Regions from separate parts of the Astyanax mexicanus genome. Here region 1 is linked to region 2. Evidence: chromatin contacts called from public Hi-C data. All regions are on one chromosome and are shown on one strand. The core of a region is the stretch at or near the end of the contact, and the rest is flanking DNA. Distances in the headings are between cores, read along the strand shown.

What was found. A called contact is a pair of places that touch in the nucleus more often than the background predicts.
Region 1: a Hi-C map of muscle shows a contact between it and region 2, with 10 times the contacts expected there. The contact joins the enhancer-like site here to the promoter of fam72a in region 2. A contact is called at or near these places in 2 of 3 Hi-C or Micro-C datasets (both in muscle).

Annotation. Positions count from the first base shown.
Region 1 is chr24:21,305,536-21,308,674 of AstMex3_surface, reverse strand. srgap2 (SLIT-ROBO Rho GTPase activating protein 2) reads right to left here. Exons shown (of 23, transcript XM_049471447.1): 13 at 2,153-2,180. Among protein-coding and RNA genes, the nearest start is that of ikbke, 36 kb to the left of the region's middle. Within about 2 kb of position 1,789, the one cell type or tissue checked has an H3K27ac peak away from gene starts, as active enhancers do.
Region 2 is chr24:21,180,174-21,183,073 of AstMex3_surface, reverse strand. fam72a (family with sequence similarity 72 member A) reads left to right here and starts at 1,566. Exons shown (of 4, transcript XM_007247751.4): 1 at 1,566-2,236. The coding sequence starts at 2,091. It overlaps srgap2 (SLIT-ROBO Rho GTPase activating protein 2), which reads right to left and starts at 720. Exons shown (of 23, transcript XM_049471447.1): 1 at 613-720.

The DNA of each region.
Region 1 (3,139 bases), core at 540-3,039, 130 kb before region 2:
ATGGAGGAGCTGCATTCAGCTCGGTGAAGATCATGCCAATACACACACACACTAACACACTTACACACACACACACACACGCCTGTCAATGATTCACTAATTAAACTTCATTATTCAGTAAATAATCATCTATTAAAATGTACTAACAGTGATTTGTTGCCAATCTGAGCGATGGTCACGTATAAAGTCATATTGATCTTATTTGCAGACTTGCACAAGCAGAGCTTTGCTAAAATCAATTAAAACTCTAAATTATATGCAATATATGTTTATTTATGGTGTTTTACATGTGTTTTAAAGGCTGTGAATAATCAATTAACTCATAAAATAATCAGTAAATTATCAAATTACAAGTATCATAGACAATGAAAGCCATAATACACCAACATGTGTCCAGATATTGGCTTAAACCGCAATATAATGTAGCTTTAAAATGGTTTGTTATTGGCCTATTGGATTGTTTAGCCTTTTGTGGTAATTGTTTTTACATTGCATTATTAAAATCAAGCACTCAACACACAAACATAAGTGCAGGTTTAGGCTTGAAGGCTTTCTTTTAAGGTCTAGAATAGAAAGGGTCTGTTTTTGATTAGTTAATTCCAATTTTATTGTTGGGCTTTTGTACACACAGATTATTCGATTAATGGCCAAAAAGTATTGGTTAACTACTCTAAAACTAATGTAATTCATAGTGACAACAGACAAACATATGTGCAAATCCACGCTGAAAGGTTCTTTTTTAAAATAATTAAAATGCTTTATTATTGGTCAGTCATGTCCAAATGTATTGTTTTGGATTCTGTAAAATCTTTGATTACTCAAATAGTCTGCAAAAAGTAATCGTTTAACTACATTAAAACGAATAAAATAAATAGTGACGACCCTAACACACAAATACAATTGCAGATACAGACTTAAAGGCTTCCTTTTAAGGTCTAGGAAGGGTCTGTTGTTGGTTAAAATGACTGTTTAACTACTCTATAACTAATGTAATTGATAGTGACAACCATAATGGACAAACATACGTGCAGATCCATGCTGAAAGTTTTATTTTAGATTATTTAAAATGCTTTATTATTGTTCAGTCATGTCCAAATGTATTGTTTTTCATTTTGTAAAGTTTTTGATTACTCAAATAATCACCATAAATGTCACTTAACTACTCTATAACTGATGTAAAATTATTGCAAAGACCCTAACACATGAACGTAAGTGAAAATATAGGGTTAAGGGCTTCCTTATATAATCTAGAAGGTGCATGTTTGATTTGAGGATCTCGAAAGGGTCTGTTTTTGATTAGTTGCAAAAGCACAGTTTAGTGTTGGGTTTTGTACAAACTAATCATTCGATTAATCATCAAAAATAATATGTTAACTACTCTATAACTAATGTAGTTGATAGTGACAACCCTAACACATAAACCTGTAGTGTAGGTATAGGCTTAAAGGCTTTTTTTAGGATTTGTACAAACAGATTACTCGATTAAACACCAAAATGAGAATTCCCATTTCTTGTCACAATGAAATCACACTGCAGTGTACAGTGTAATGCTTTCCTCTTCTCACTAGGGGGCAACAGGAACCCTGCAGTGTGTGAGCTGGAGACTCTGAATGGATGATTATATGGATTTTTTTGTTTACTCTTTGTTCATTGTGGGTTAGAATGCCTCGGATGTAGAGGCAGTAGAGTTTTAGGTGGAAATAGAAGAACATGCTAAATTTATCCTGCAGGCCCAGACGATGATTACAGGGAGGCTGTGCCAGGAAAAGGAAAAAGGAGGTGGGTAAGGAGTTGCTGGGCATGGGCACGGAGAGCGCTTAACACCTCAGCTCCCCTCAGGATCACACCAGTGAATGGGTCTCTGGGGGGGTGTATTCATGGCAACCGGCGTTTGATGGTACACACAGCGGTGAAGGAGATGTAACTTTATGAGTGTGTGTGTGTGGGTGTGTTTGTTTGTGTTTTACACAAAATATAATAACAAGGGAAGGATTTCACATGACGTGAGCGTCTAATAGTAGCGATAAAAAGAAAAGAATGGAGTTATGTGAAGCAGGTGGACACAGCGGGACACGTGATTGGTGGAGGGTCTTGTGTAAACACACACTCACACACAGACACGGACACAGTCCCACTGGGAGATGGAAATTACCTGTTTCCGCACAGTCGAGTTCCGTCCACTGATGTTCACCAGAAGAGAGAGAGAGAGAGAGAGAGAGAAAGAGAGATAAATGCCATCATTATGTGATATATGTGTATCATTTTCACTTCAAACTGCTTATATTTTGCTCTACATGAATCCCAACAGCTGCACTCAGCCTGCAGCTATTAAACCATTATTATCCTTCATATGAATAATAATAATAATAATTATAATAATAATAATAAAAAGTTTGTAATTTAAAAGGTTTTTGTATCTGGCCTTGTCCCAAGATTCAAAGTCTTCCGTTTATTGGGCCCTATTTTAGCGGTCTAAAGGTGAGCCGTCAACTGTGCACCGAACAGCTTGTGTCAATGTGTCTTTGCTATCGTAACGACAGGAAAAGTACATCTTGTGCGGCTCGAAGCGTGCAAAAGGCATGTACTAATCCTCTTATTTAATCCCGGGTGTGTGCTTTGGACGTAACGTGAAATAAAGCAATCAGCGTGCATCACTTGCCATTCTCTTTAAGAGTCAGGTGCACTCTGACTGAAGGTGGATTGTTATTTCATGGGCGCAGCTACCTGGACATGTCCAACCCTTTCACAGCAATAGAAAGTGACCTGCTCATTTACATATTCTGTTCAATAATGATGTAAAAGTTGGCATAGCTGCTAACTGACACTGTGGGTGTGTGCAGTCTTGCGTGTCCATTTGTGTGTAACAAGAACACCCTTGTTGACAAGATAGCAATAAACTGACAGTTCATGTCTGTCCAAGTTGTTTTTAGTGAGTGGTGCACCTGGGTTTTCCATTGTTAAAATAGCAATACTCCAGAAATTTATCTGAAAACACCTCATTTTGAGACCACCACGGCCATCGGTGTAGATATATTCACAAGCCCTGTTGCTAGTCAAAAGATGCAGGTGGAAGGCGTGAAAATATATTAGTTCATTAAGTCATTTTTTGCCTTAGTTGATTAATCATCAAAACAAATTG
Region 2 (2,900 bases), core at 317-2,816:
ATACATTACTAGCTAATAAATGCTCTACTAATTGTAGTGTACTGTCCTACTAATCGTACTAATACATGCACTACTAATAGTCCTCTAACGATTAAACATACTTAATGTTCTGTACCAAATCTCATTATTTTATACTATAGTTACTCATACAGCTGTAAAGCCACAGTATTTAAACACTACACGGTTCACTGCTGTCTACATTTAAACATATATGAAACCTTATACAACCATACTAGCTGTATACTAATAAATGGACTATTATAGTAGTGCCCTACTTTTATCATATTAACATAAGACTCCTAAACAGGCTGTTTACCCAAACTATTCGTTACAACTGGTAAAATAGACATAGGTTAACAGATTAGATGTATCAATTAATTCTTTATATCAGCACAATTTATACAGAGAAACCAAACTAACGGTAAGTCCTCGATCAAAAGTTCCCACAAAGAAAAGGCACTAAAGGAGTCAGCCCTCTGTACTCGCTCTCTCTCCCGCTTTACTTTAGTAGAGTTTCCCAGTTTAACACATCCTCACCCAGATTACTACAGCATTACTAAACACACAGTCACGAGCTCTCCCACCACAAACAGGGTAAAACAGTTAACTTACCTCCACAGGCGATTTCCATTCCTTTACAGCATCTTTAATATGATCAAGTTCTTCTACTTAATCTTTCGTGCTCGTAGTTCAGCAGTATAATGTTATCTCGGAGTTTTTCCCAACTCTAACCCCGCCTCTGTTCATGGACACAGCGGACAACCCCCCACCGCTCCCATTGGCTGGACCAAGCGGATGTGCTCCGAAATTCCTCAAAATCCACAATACAAGACATTACATTTTTAACATTATAAATGTATATGAAGTTTTCAGACTTTCAGTTTTTTGTTTTGAGCTTTTTTTTGTTTTGAGCGTGTACGTTTTTATACATCTTATTTGATTTTTTTTATCGTAAATATTTTTATGCTTCTTTGTATAATATATACTTTAATGTGTACAGCAAGATTTTTTATTATTTATATGATAATAATAATATTAAATACAATTTTAACATTTTTAAATTAGCAACTCTATTTAATATGCATTTCTTTCTTTAAACGAACAAATGAAACACTACAGGGTTGTTGTTTTTTTAAATACTACTTTATATTCACGATTGATCTCATTATGTGTCTGATTATTCTTAATTAAACATTTTTACTCTTTAATTTAAGTCTAATTGTATTATTATTATATTATTATAGTATTACTATTTTAGTGGCTTAAATATAGTAATATGATAGTAAAATGACGATTGCATTGTTTATTACAATTATTTTATTTTGCCAACAGAAAAAATACTAAATATTGATGACAAACTTAATTCAGCATTAGTCTATATGTGGCAGCATTTATATATATGATAAATATGATCATTAATAAATTATTATTATTTTATAATATTTGTAATCACTTCTTTCGATGAAAGAGAGTGCCGCAGCTTTAACCAACCAGAGAAGGGCACTGCAGTGTTAACCAATCAGTACCGCGGCTGAAGCTGTTTGAAAATGTTTCAGGAAGCTAATAAAGGGGCTTTATGGGGACGTAAACAAACGTAGCTAGCTTAGCGAGCCGAGCGTTTAACACCGCGGCGGGTTAATAAGAGCTCAAACTGAGCTTTTTACTGCTCGTTTGTCTCGTATACCCGCGTTTACCCGTTTAAAACCCATAATATGTATAGTTAGGGCTGTCGTACAGCCTTAAAATACGAATTAAGAACAGCTGCTAGCTAGGTAGCTAGCATTAGCTTGGTTAACTACTCGGCTAACATCCTGTTTAAATAGCGCACAGATCGTAGTTAGCTGAGCAGTTTAACGCTAGCTGCTTAAGTTGGCTAGTTAGCACTAGCTGCCTAAGCTTTGATGCGAGTTCCTCGGTTAGATTTTGTAATAAATTCACTTTACTAGCTATTAAATTAGCTAGTTAACTATTGAGTCAATAATTCGTTTCAGCTACTCTATATACTAGCTAGTCAATATTACAGGTCAGACTGGTAACGCTAGGTTAGCTAGTTAACTAACCAAGTGTTTCACCGCATACGAGGCAGCACAATGTCTACTTCTAATTTTAAGAATAAATGCGTTACACAGGTGAACTGCATTTACTGCGACAGTCTCCTCTGTACGAGAGGAATGAAAGCTGTGCTTCTAGCTGATACAGAGATCGAGCTGTTTTCAACAGACATGCCACCAAACAGGTAAGAGTGGCTGTATTATCCACTGCTGTCATTGATGTTTTTTTACATATAGAAGTTGCCAGATGGAATCTGGAGTAGAAAATTATTTGCTTCTGTCAGAAACCTGTAAATAATTATTTTATGTTGCAGTGATATATACTGACCAATTCAGTTTATCTGATTTTGCTATTTATAGATATATGTTTGAGTAAAATTAACATTGTTGTTCTATTCTGTAAACTACAGTGACATTTCCCTCAAATTCCAAATAAAAATACTGTCATTATTTACAGAAAATGAGAAATGGCTGAAATTACCATAAGATGCAAAGCTTTCAGATTTCAAATAATGCAAGGAAAACAAGGTTATATTCATAAAGTTTCAAGATTTCAGAAATCAATATTTGGTGGAGTAATCCAGGTTTGTCAGTTTTCTTGCATCTCGGCAAGTTCTCCTCCACCAGTTTTACACACTGCTTTTGGATAATAATTCAAGCAGTTTAGCTTGGTTTGAATTGCTTCCTCTTGTTTATACATCCATATATCTAGAGGTTTTCAATTTGGTAAAATTTAAGTATAATCAATTTGTAAAAATGGTCTCTCTTTATTTTCCTGTATGTTGTAAAAACCATGACCGGCCTAGATTTTCGTTTGACTGTATAGCTTTATTGCAAGATTACAGAAGC